Regions from separate parts of the Ovis aries genome. Here region 1 is linked to region 2. A link is a contact called in public Hi-C data. All regions are on one chromosome and are shown on one strand. Each heading gives the region's core, a stretch centred on a gene start, on an enhancer-like site or on the middle of the called end of the contact. The rest is flanking DNA. Distances are from core to core; before and after follow the strand shown.

The links. A called contact is a pair of places that touch in the nucleus more often than the background predicts.
Region 1: a Hi-C map of liver shows a contact between it and region 2, with 4 times the contacts expected there. The contact joins two enhancer-like sites. A contact is called at or near these places in 5 of 16 Hi-C or Micro-C datasets (blood, hypothalamus, liver and 2 more).

Annotation. Positions count from the first base shown.
Region 1 is chr20:47,623,717-47,629,875 of ARS-UI_Ramb_v3.0, forward strand. It overlaps LOC132658319 (a long non-coding RNA gene), which reads left to right. Exons shown (of 2, transcript XR_009597761.1): 2 at 1-3,043. Among named protein-coding and RNA genes, the nearest start is that of LY86, 94 kb to the right of the region's middle. Within about 2 kb of position 3,740, at least 11 of the 54 cell types and tissues checked have an H3K27ac peak or open chromatin away from gene starts, as enhancers often do. A contact at or near this core is called in liver, where this site is marked.
Region 2 is chr20:46,944,585-46,951,069 of ARS-UI_Ramb_v3.0, forward strand. No RefSeq gene overlaps it. Among named protein-coding and RNA genes, the nearest start is that of SNRNP48, 36 kb to the right of the region's middle. Within about 2 kb of position 3,642, at least 2 of the 54 cell types and tissues checked have an H3K27ac peak or open chromatin away from gene starts, as enhancers often do. A contact at or near this core is called in liver, where this site is marked.

The DNA.
Region 1 (6,159 bases), core at 2,490-4,989, 680 kb after region 2:
CCTCCCTACCCTGCTGATTCTGCTTGCTGGTTCCGAGGTCTCTTAGTCTTCCTTAGGCCTCCTTTCCTTTTTGTAAAAGAGTTTATTTAAAAATATATTTAAAAAATTGAAGTGTAGTTAGTTTAGAGTGCTATATTAGTTTCGAGTCCACCACAAAGTGATTCAGTTATATACATGCATGGTTCAGTTGCTGAGTCAGCTCTGACTTTCTGTGACCCCCTGGACTGCTGCATGCCAGGCTTCCCTGTCCTCCGCTATCTCCTGGAGTTTGCTCAAATATATATAGTTGTTTTCAGATTCATCTCCCTTATAGATGATAAGGTATAGAGTGGAGTTCCCTGTGCTCTATGTGGTAGATTCTTGTTGTTTGTCTGTTTTATATGCGAAATGGCAACCCACTCCAGAGTTCTTGCCTGGAGAATCCCAGGGACGGGGCAGCCTGGTGGGCTGCTGTCTATGGGGTCGCCCAGAGTCGGATACGATTGAAGCGACTTAGCAGCAGCAGCAGTGCATATATGCTAACCCCAAACTCCTAATTTCTCTCTTCACCACCACTCCCCACTATATTCTTTGAAAGCCCTGAGTTTGTTTTCTCTGTCTGTGAATCTGTTTTGCATTATAAATTAGTTCATTTGTATAATTGTTTTTAGATTCCACACATAAATGGTATCGTAGGATATTTGTCTTTGAATTACTTCGCTTAATTTGATAATCTCAGGGGTCATCCGTATTGCTGAAAAGGGCATTATTTCACTCTTTTCTGTCGGCTATGCAATATTCTGCTGCACGCATACACCATGTCTTCTTTGTCTCGTCCGTCCACTGTCGATGGACTCACGTTGCTTGCACGGCTCGGTTGTTGTAAATAGTGCTGCTGTGAACACTGGGATGCATGTGTCTTTTTATATTAGCGTTTCCTCTGGATATATGCCCAGAAGTGGGCTGCAGAATCATGTGATAAGTCTATTTTTAGCTTTTTTCAGGAAGCTTGATACTGTTCCCCATAGTGGGTACAGCAGTTCACACCCCCACCAATGGTGCAGACAGCCCCTTTCTCGCACCCTCTGCAGCCGGCATTGTTTGTAGACTTTTACATGCTGGCCATTCTGATTGCTGACACGTGGTTAGGCTTCCTTTTCTTCCTTCTTATTCTTTTCTTTTCCTGAAACTCGTCAACCACTAGCACTTAGGAAAAAGTCATGGGAGATTAAAATATATATATATTTTTATCCTTGTGTGTATAAAAATACCTTTACCTGCTTTCATTCTTGTTCCGTTTTGTTGTTCAGTAAGTCTCTGACACTTTGCCACCCCGTGGACTGTAGCCCCGGAGGCTCCTCTGTCCATGGGATTCCCCAGGCAAGAACACTGGAGTGGGTTGCCATTTCCTTCTCCAGGGGATCTTCCCAACTCAGGGATCGAACCCACGTCTGCTGTGTCTCCCGCCTTGGCAGATGGATTCTTTAACCGTGGAGCTGCCAGTGAAGCCCTGGTTATTGAATTCCAGATAGAATGTCATTTTCTGTTAGAATTTTGAAGTCATTAATTGTCCTAGCATCCAATGCTGTATCCGTTGTACCATTTTCCTTCCTGTTCCTCTGTGTTCTTCCTCGATTTTCTCTCCTTGGGAGTTCGAGGGCCCTCAGTTTCCCCCGATGTGGTGGAGTTTTATGATGACACACCTTGTTGTGTCAGTTAGGATCCTGGAAGTGAAGAAAACCCAATTAAAATGTCCCCAATGACAAGTGGATTCATTTTCTTGAATGATATAAAAGTCCTGGGATAAGGTGGCTTTCAGGTTGTTTAACTCAGTGGCTGAATTACATCAGGAACCCTGGTTTTAAAAAAATCTGTTTGTTTTGCCAGAATGCCTTGGGTAGTTCCTTTTGTGGGTACAATATGGCAATGGCTTATATTCCAGAGGCAGAAGTTGGAATTACCTTGTCCTCTGACTCTTTAAAACTGGAGAATGTTTCCTAGAATTAATCCCATCATTGGCAGACTTTCTATCAAGACCCCACACCCAAAATTAGGTGTTACGGCTCTTCTTAAATGAATCACTAGACAAGGGAAATAAAATTAATATGATTGTCTTCAGCTAATCAAGGTTTTTCCAGGGGTCATGTATGGAGGCGAAAGTTGGATTGTGAAGAAAGCTGAGCACCGAAGAATTGATGCTTTTGAACTGTGGTGTTGGAGAAGACTCTTGGGAGTCCCTTGGACTGCAAGGAGATCCAACCAGTCCATTCTGAAGGAGATCAGCCCTGGGATTTCTTTGGAAGGAATGATGCTAAAGCTGAAACTCCAGTACTTTGGCCACCTCATGCGAAGAGTTGACTCATTGGAAAAGACTCTGATGCTGGGAGGGATTGGGGGAAGGAGGAGAAGTGGATGACAGAGGATGAGATGGCTGGATGGCATCACTGACTCAATGGACATGAGTCTGCGTGAACTCTGGGAGTTGGTGATGGGCAGGGAGGCCTGGTGTGCTGCGATTCATGGGGTCACAAAGAGTCAGACACGACTGAGCAACTGAGCTGAACTGAACTGAATCAAGGTTTACTCCCTGGAGCTGAAGATGAGGTTGGTCTTTCCTGACACCATGACCTTGCAGTGGAGGCTGAGGACTTAAATACAATCTGAATCTTATTACAAGGAAGAATAAGGCAAATTGTCTAGTGACTAAGGGTTCTTCTGTCATTTACTGTGATGGAAACCCAGTGATCTGTCTTCTAAAAACTTGTCAAAGTCTCCCATCCATCGACGCCCCCTCCTGTGTCCTTTGTCTTTGTGGGTCTATGGCATTTCATTCCTTTATCACCATTTTAATAGGGTTTATGAAGGGAAAGGTGAAAAATGAGTGGTCAGTCTCTCTTCCTGTTTGGAAGCCCCCAGCCAATGTTTCTCAGACTGGGAGCTGTAGAGACTCAGTCTGTACAGCCTATAGTGAGTGAGCTATGACTAGCGTTTTAACAAATGAAAGAGCGTAGAAAATGCCAGATGGTGTGTATTGCACAGAGTGAGATTAAATATTGTTTCAGTTGAGTATGCCTGTGTTGTGTGTGCTGGGAAGAGATGTGAAACATGTTTCTCCCTACAAGTTGCCCACAAAACTATTTGGAAAGCATTAAAGAAGGGGCTTCCCAGATGGCTCAGTGGTAAAGAACCTGCCTGCCAATGGCTGAAGATGCAGGTTTGATCCCTGCCTCAGGAGGATCCCCTGGAGGAGGAAATGGCAACCCACTCCAGTATTCTTGCCTGGAGAATCCCACGGACAGGGGAGCCTGGTGGGCTACAGTTCATAGGGTCACAAAGAGCTGGACACGGCTGCAGCAACTGAGCACGCGTGCACTTTGAAGAAAGCTCTTCTGAGCATTTTGTGCCCTACAATCCTGTCTTACTCGGGGTGGTTTTACGGGTACGTGAGGCTCAGAGAACATAGCAAGTCCATCCGACTCCAGTCGGCATGAACTAACGTGATTTACGCATAAAGACATGGTTCAGTTCCACAGAGTCAGTCAAAACTCCATGGAAGTAAATGTGTTACTGTTTTCATGTTATTCGTCTCTGTTTTCCCAAGGAAGAAACCGCGCTCCAGAAGTATCCTTGGCTGGAGCAAGGCAGTAGGCAGGTGGGCCTGAGAGGCTCTGGACACTGAACGTGGAGCCTGGCTGAGATCCGCTCCCCTCCCCCCGCCCCGTGGTCAGGGCTGGGTCACAGCCCTCGCTGAGTGTCCAGGGTAACCTCTGCAAACATCTCTCCAAAGGCCGCATTCCCCAAATGTTTGGAGAGCCTCCGACCAGAAGAGACGCTAGGCTTCCGCTGAGTTACGTAACAAAGTACTAGGCGCGAGGTTTGGTTTCAAGGCCTGTTTTCCACTCAGCCTTGCTCTTCCCAGGCAGCTGTATTCAGCAAAGACTGATGGGTGTATTTCCTCCACCTAAAGGTTTTCAAGAAGTGAAAACATCCCTCTGGGCGAGGTCACCATCAACCTGAAAGTCTGCTCCCTGGGTCCCCGCCCAGGGCCGTGGGCGCCCCCATCTGTCGTGCTCACGGTGCTGCCGCCTCTTCTGCTTCCTTCCTGTGTCCCCTTGTCATTCTAGCCTGTGTTTTCCACTTTCCAATTTTAAAATTCTTTTTTTTTTTCTAAAATATCTTTGACATGGAAAAATCGTACCTAATTAAGGTGTCCAGCTTAATGTTTTGATATACATAGACACTGTGGGGCTTCCCAAGGTGGGCCAGTGGTAAAGGATCCGATTGTCAATGCGGGAGATGCAAGAAATGAGGGTTCAGACCCTGGGCGGGGAAGAGTCCCCAGAGGGGGAAATGACACCCCATTCTGGTATTCTTGCCTGGAGAATCCCATGGACAGAGGAGCCTGGCGGGCTACAGTCCATGGGGTAGCAAAGAGTCAGACACGACTGAACATCTGAGCAGAAGATAATATACACGTAGACACGGAAAAGATCCCAAGCTGACTGACACATCCCTCACCTTCACGTAGTTTCCGTCGTGTGTGTGTATGTGTGTGAGAGGTGAGATGGTTTCCCCTTAGCTCAGTCCTCTTTTGCAACTCTCAGGCATCCAGGACAGTATTGTTAGCAACAGTCACCACGCTGTATGACAAGTATGTTCTTTCTGTCTAGAACATACTCATCTTGCGTAACTGAAGCCCTGTGACCCACACCATGCCATTTCTCTCTCTGTCTACTTGCCAATTCTGTGCATCGGACTATCACAGATTCCACCTACAAGCAAAATCCTACAGTGTTTCTCTGTGTCACAGCACGGGGGGCTCCAGGCCCACCCATGTTGTCACAGGTGCTGGCATCTCCTTTTTAAAGGCTGCACAGTTACTGTCTAACCTTATTTCTGATGCCGAGGTGATCAGAGAGGCGTGCACCCCAGTCCTTCATTCCTCGCATCAAAAGCCAACATTCTTTACTTCTCAATATTTAAAAATTGCAGCAGAAGGCTTGGAGTCCTTTTCTACATTGTCCAGCTTTTAAACTGCTGTCAGTGGGAAACTTAGTCTGAATACCGCGCCTGGTGCTGTTGGAAGTTGGAAACCCTCCCGGCAGCGCGAGGCTCCCGTTCAGTTCCAAGTGCGTCCTATTCTCTACGGTGTCACTTCTATAATTAGCCTGTCCCTGGCTTAGAGGCTGCAGCCCCTCTCCCTTGGATCATGGGATGGAAGGAGGGGGGGACGAGGGCCCAGAAGCTGAGCCCGACAGGGTCCAGAGCTAGGGGTGCTGGGGGTCCTGGCACCCTCATTCTTGCTGTGTTGCTGCTTTTCAATGCACGTGATTTGGGAAAAGACATGTGAACGGTGCTCGGAAAACCATCATCGCTCCATGAAGAAATGGCAGGCACGGCCGCAAGCGCGGTGCAGTGCGGGGACCGGCTGGGTCTCTGGGAGGAGAGGAGATGGGAGAGGTTGAGGGATGGAGGAGGAAGTGAGGCCCTGGGGCCTGTGCAGGGGCTGAAACCTCGGGCGGGGGCTTTGGCGCCGTCACCTGCAAGCAGACACTCCCCAGCCTGTTAGGGCGCAGCCTGTCCTTCGCCTGGACCGGGCTGGCCAGGGGCTCGTGGGAAAAGACAGTCCTTGGATTGCACAGACACCTCTGCTCCTGCCCCTGGTGACTTGGACGGAGGTCAGGGCTGAGCCGCGGCTCCGGGTTCTGCTCCTCAGCACGCTGCCGGGCTCTCCCCTTGGGCAGGGTGCCCCAGGGGTCAGAAGGAGGGATGCTGGGAGCTCTTTGAGTGCAGAGCTGCTCTTGCGGGGCACCCCAGAGCGTCAGCTCCCGTCTGCCCCGCCCTCCCTCTCTGGGCTGAGAGCCGCGAGGCTGACACCCATCAGCTCAGAGCCCGGCACTGCCCTCGGAACTGAGCCACCTCATCGCACTTGGCGGGGTCGCACTTCCCTTCTCAGACCCAGCCAGGCCCCCAGCATCTGCCAGCCTCAGGGCGCTCCCCTGTCCTCTCAGTCCAGAAGGCTGAAGCACGCTGGGACACACGATGCCCTCTCTGCTCGAGGTCCAGGCGCTGAACTGGGGCTAGGAGAGGCCGAGGAGCCCATGAGACGCAGGCTCGTGGGGCGGGAGGTGTCGCTCTGCTCAGGGGCCTGCGTCTCCTGGGTTTATATGCCCAGCCTCT
Region 2 (6,485 bases), core at 2,392-4,891:
CAGCAGAGACACCCAGTAATTTAAAGCTGTGAAGTGTTCTTTGGGGGGATTAGTCACTAATTCGTGTCTGACTCTTTGGATCCCATGGGCTATAGCCCACCAGGCTCCTCTGTCCATGGGATTTTCCAGGCAAGAATACCAGAGTGGGTTGTCATTTCCTTCTCCAGGGGACCCTCCCAACCCAGGAATCGAACCAGGGTCTCCTGCATTGCAGGCAGATTATTTATTTACTGATTGAGTTACCAAAGTGCCCTTTGGGTTTGGCGATGCAGAGGTCATGGTTGACCTCAGTGCTGCTTGCTGAAGCCAGATGACAGTGGGTTATGAAGTTCTTAAGTGGAAACAAATAATTTTGGAGAAATGTGGATGAATGTATATCCTTAGAGAGTTTGGAAGAGGGGATACTTTTTTTTTTTCCTTTTTGGCCACACCACAAGTCATGCAGGATCTTAGATCCTCAACCAAGGGTTGAACCTGTGACCTTTGCAATGGATGTAGAGTCCTAACCTCTGGACCACTAGGGGTGTCCCTGGAGGAGGAACTACTAATATCTCCACCCACTTTTCTCATTTGGAAAGCAAAGTATAAGGATTTGACACCAAATAAATGAAGTATTATGAGTAGTATAATATCTAGAGTAGAATAATTTCATTTATTGAACACTTTTTCTGTGCTAGAAAAATTCATTTTAATCCTTCCAACAAATCTATAATGTAGTGTTGCTATCTTTATTAACAAGTAGAGGAACTGAAGCTTTGAGGGTTTAGGCAACTTGCCACGAAGATGCTACTTCAGATGGCCAGGCTGGGCTTTTTGAAAGCTACAAAACCCTGGTCCTTAACTACTTCATTATAGTGTCTGTATTTAAAATAGAAGTCAGCAAATTTGAGACAGGTTATTGACTAAAAGTTTGTAAGCTATTTGCTTAGATCGTAGAATACATTTTCCCATGGAAAGGTGATTGGTGATGACTGAGTTCTCATCAGCTCAGAAATGTATGTTTAAAGTATAATATATGAAAAGATGCTTTTTATACACTATCACAAAAAGAAAATTCTGCCACACTAATGATTAACCTAGACAGCATGTTAAAAAGCAGAGACATTACTTTGCCAACAAAGGTCCATCTAGTCAAAGTTATGGTCTTTCCAGTCATCATGGATGGATGTGAGAGTTGGACTATAAAGAAGCTGAGCGCCGAAGAATTGATGCTTTTGAACTGTGATGTTGGAGAAGACTGTTAAGAGTCCCTTGGATTGCAAGGAGATCAAACCAGTCAATCCTAAAGGAAATCAGTCCTGAATATTCATTGGAAGGACTGATGCTGAAGCTGAAACTCCAATACTTTGGCCACCTGATTCAAAGAACTAACTCATTGGAAAAGACCTTGATGCTGGGAAAGATTGAAGGTGGGAGGAGAAAGGGATGACAGAGGATGAGATGGCTGGATGGCGTCACCAACTCAAAGGACATGAGTGTGAGTAGACTCCAGGAGTTGGTGATGGACAAGGAGGCCTGGTGTGCTGTAGTCCATGGGGTCGCAAAAAGTCAGACACAACTGAATGACTGAGCTAAACTGAACTGAATGATTAAATAACAAAATTAGAATATCACTGATCAAGAAGCCTTTAAAAATTATCTTAAACGGCAGGACTTGAAAATGTCAATAAAGAAGTAGGTAGGAGGGAGATTCTGGGGCATTTTTTTTTTTAATATTTGAATTTGAAACCCATTTCTCTTTAATAAAATTCTAGTTATTTGTCTGAATTGAGTCTTAGATGCAGGACCTCCATCGTATCATTTGGAATCCTTCACTGCGGCCCAGGGACTCTGTTGTTGTGGCCACAGCAAGTTGCAACACCTGGGCTTAGTTGCTCCATGGTACGTGGGATCTTCCCGGACCAGGGATCGAAACCGTGTCCCTTGCATTGCAAGGTGAATTCTTAACCATTGGGCCACCAGGGAAGCTCTGAATCCCTTTTCTTTATCTTGTCCAATTTACTGCAAATATTTGCTTTCCCTTCATCTTCCTTGATTCAAGTCATTCATTGGCAGTGATTAAGGAGTTTCTTAACCAATAAAAGTAATTTTAAGATAAATAGAAACTTTTCTGGAAAATCAGCTAGTATTTATGAAGTTTAGAATAATGCTGGGCATAAAGTAGTTAGGTTATATGTGGTGAGTACTCATCTAGGTTCTTTGAAGGTACTGTGTTAACTCATTTAATCCTTATGTTAACAATCCTACTGCTGCTCCTGGCTTATATTGGGGAAACAGAGGTCCAGAGAGACAAGGAACTTTCCCAAGGTAACACAACCAGCAAACAACAGAGCTAGAGCCCAAACCCAGACTTTTGGGTGGCACTTAATGCCTTTAAGTGACAGGAAAGAGGCTACTGAAGATGTGGGTACCCATTTGTGATGGTTAGTTTTATGTGTCAACTTGGCTGGACTATGATATCCAATTGACTGGTCAGACATCAGTTGAGGCGTTGTGTAAAAAGGTTTTCTTTTAAAGATGTGATTTACATTTAAATCAGTAGATTTTAAATAAAGCAGATTACCCTCAAACATGTTGGGTGGGCCTTGTCTAACCAGTTGAAGGCCTTAGGAACAAAGTTTGAGGTCCCCCTAAGAAGGAAAAAGGGCTTCCCAGGTAATGCTGATGGTAAAGAACCTGCCTGCCAGTGCAGGAGACATAAAAGACACAGGTTTGATCCCTGGGTTGGGAAAATCCCCTGGAGAAGGGCATGGCAACCCACTCCATTACTCTTGCCTGGAGAATCCCATGGACAGAGGAGCCTGGCGGGCTGCTGTCCACGGGGTCGCAGAGTCAGACATGACTGAGCGACTTAGAGCAAGAAGGAACGCTGCCTCTGGATGGCCGCAGATGAGTTCTGCCTGCGTGTCCAGCCTGCAGACTCAAGACTGCCTCCACTCAGGGCATTCCCAGCCGGCCAGCCTGCCCTGCAATTTTCAGATCTGCCAGTTCCAAAACCCTGTGGGAGTCAATTCCTTAAAATGAGTGCCTTTCTCTCTCATTCTGTATCTTTCCTAGTGGTCTGTTTCTCTGTTCTCTAGCGTGAGTACCTTCACTCACACACATGTGATAAATCTTGCCCAAGGTCAGCAATAAAGCTGAGGGGATGAAGGGCCAGCTCAAAGGAAAACCTCGACAAGGGGAGTTAGGGAAGGACTCTGTGGGGAAGGGCTCCCCTTGGCTCCCTTGGACCCAGACAGCCTGGCTCCTCCCCAGCAGAAGGAAAGGTGCTGGAGAAGGCGGGAGGGCTCTCCGGCCTGAGCACTGGCAGGGGGCGGTGGCGAGGGGTGGGGACCTCAGGGACCCGCTCGTGTGCAGTTCAAGAGCAGTAAAGAAAACCTGACCTCAGCAACCGGGGAGGTCCTCGCAGGCTCAGGAACCACTCTCTCAATACCTTCATTACTTAATGTTTCCCCCACATGATTTTTGTCAACTTTTGGGGAAATAATCCCTAAACAATAAAATTCACCAGTTTTATGTGTAAAGCGTGATGAGGTTTGACACATGGTTCCCATCACCACAGGCACGACACACAGCGTCTCCAGCTCTCCCAGAAGCTCCCTCGTGTCCTCTGGCCGTCGATTCCGCCCTTCCCTGACCCCTGGCAAGCACTCTGGTTTCTGCCACTGTGGTTTCGCTTTGCAGAGGATTTCAGATCCTGGAATCATCCAGTATGTTCTCCCGCGTCCAAGCTGCTTTCACTTTGCATTACATATTTGAGCTTCATCCATGCGGTAACTTGTATCGGTAATTCACTCCGCTTGCTGAATGAGTATCCGTACAGTGAATATCCATCGTTGTACGGATGGACTGTGCTCCTTTGATCAGCGGCACGTTTGAATTGTTTCCAGTTCTTGTCTATTGTGAGTGAAGTCGCTGTGAGCGGTCAAGTTCAGGCCTTTGTGTGGACATGTGTTTTCACTTCTTTGGGTAAATACCCTATCAGTGGGATTGCTGGGTCGTGTGGTAAGCATACACTTCGTTTAAAAAAAAAAAAAAAAAACCTGCCAAACCGTGTTACTAGAGTGGCTGTATATGATTTTAGCTTACATTAAGGGGAGAAAGGAGAAGAAATATACCTTGCTGTTTAGAAAAAAAAAAAAAATCAACCCCTCATAAAAAGGCTTACAAGGAGGAAAAGCAGTTTGGAATTAATAGTGGGTTGCAATTCTGCATGCTATTCCTTTCCAGGGACCACAAAATCAAGAGCGGATGGTATCCTGACTTCTGCAAATTAACATAATATGAGATGGGAATATGAGACTATTCTCAGACCTCAAAATCAAGCACACTTGTGTGCGTGCACTCAGCTGTGTCTGACTCTTTGCAGCCCCACGGACTGGAGCCCACCAGGCTCCTCTGTCCACGGAATTCTCCAGGCCAGAAGACCGGAGTGGGCTGCCATTACCTACTCCAGGGGATCTTCCTGACCCAGGGCTCGAATCCGCATCTCTTGGGTCTCCTGGATTGGCAGGCAGATTCTTTGCCACTGTGCCACCTGGGATGCCATCAAGTACACTAGATAAAATGGATTTTTAAATCTTTCTTTAGATCAAGTAAATTTCAACTTGGTGGCCACATTCCCTGAGTTGGAGAGGAAGGGGCAGTTGACCTCTGTCCTTCAGAAGGTACTTTTTCCATCTTCAGGGAAGTAAAAAGGTGGCAGAGTCTTCCCTGGACCAAGGCAAAAGGATGGGTTACCAGCACCCCTCGGATAGCAAGTGACCAGTCCCCAGGTCACTTGGCTGTACTGGTGGGTCACAAGGATATTTTTTGCCAGTCTTAGAGGGCTGATGACAGGAAGCCTCTGTTGGTCCGAGTAGTTTCCAAGTGTCGAGTGCCTTGATACGCCTATGAAATTCTGGGCACACAGGGATGTTTGACCAGGCCAGGGATCCTGTGTCCTGCTCCTCTGAGACGTCAACTCCCCCGAGGCAGGACATCCCAAAGAACAAGCCTTGGAGGTCAGGTCTCCTTTCCACCCAAGTCCCTGGAGAAGGGGTGACAACCCACTGCAGTATTCTTGCCTGGAGAATCCCATGGACAGAGGGGCCTGGTGGGCTACTGTCCGTGGGGTCGCAGAGAGTCAGACTCTACTGAGCGACTAACAGTTTCACTTCCACTTTTCCAACCAAGTTACCTGTAGCTCCTTGAAGAAGAGAAAGAAAGCCACAAAGAAGGAGGAAAAATACTTTAAAACATTCTGCAAAGACAGTCACGTTTGATAACGTGGTTAATAGTAACTCATGTTTTCAAAGATGACAAAATGAACACACAAAACCAGCAGAAGTGTTGATACCAAATGAAAAGGGATCAATGAACCTTTTTTCCACATTCTGCCTTTGAGATGAAGACAAGTTCTGGGAGATGCCCCCAACCCGCTGAGAGACTTTCAGTTTGCTCCCAGAATCAATTAGCTGCTTCCCTGCGGGAAGCTGAAAGGGGAGGTGAAGACGGGCACCGCCCCTAGGAGCGGGTGGGGGTCCTGCTCTCAGCAGACTTCTCACAGGGCTTCTCTCCCCAGTATAAGTGTCCTTTTTCAAACAGTTTTCCTTTTTGATGCGGATCATTTTTAAAGACCTAATTGATGTTGTTACAGTATTGTTTCTGTTTTATGCTTTGGTCTTTTGGCTTCCAGGCATGTGGAATCTTCGCTTCCCGACCAGAGATAAAACCTACACCGCCTGCGCTGGAAGGCGGAGTCTTAACCACTGGACAGCCAGGGAAGGCCCGTAGATATGTCCTTTCAATCTCAGATGTTCAAGTTTTTTCTTGCAACAAAAAGGAAAAGCCAGACTCTGGTGGAGACGGTGAGGAAACCACAGGAGCCCGGATGGCGAGCCTGCGTTGTGCGTCCCGGGATAAGGTAACCCACGTCCAAGCTCAGGGCAACTGGGAGTCCCGCCCGTGAGGCTGTCTCCACGGACACGCTTCAGGTGCCTCTAGCAACCAGCATGGATCGCTAGCACCGGGACACCCCCGGCCCGCCCCCTGGTCAAGGTGATTTTCAAGGGGGCCTGGTCATCAGCTAGAGCATCTGACTCTAATCCAACCACTGGTGTCGAGGGAACCATCACTTCCACTCTGCCAGATCTAATGACACGGGCAGGGCTCACCCCCAGAACTCCCCACTGTGATTCCCCAGCTCATCCAGTAGACAGAGCCTTCCTCCTAGTGAAGGAGGAAACAGGCAGAACAGGCTCCATCTTGAAAGCAGGACTCCATCTTGGGCCGGACTGTGGACTTTGAGCTATAAGCCCAGTATCTATGGAAACGATGCACCAACTGGAAAACCAGACCCCTCCAGAAGGAAGAGCCCCAGGGCTTGTACCTAGACTCTCCGTTGCCTAAAAGAATTCGGTAATTATCTGTGTAACCAAATAGAATCGTAAATTCTATTATGCTTATTGGGGTATGACCACAGGCCTACTGATAATTGTCCACTG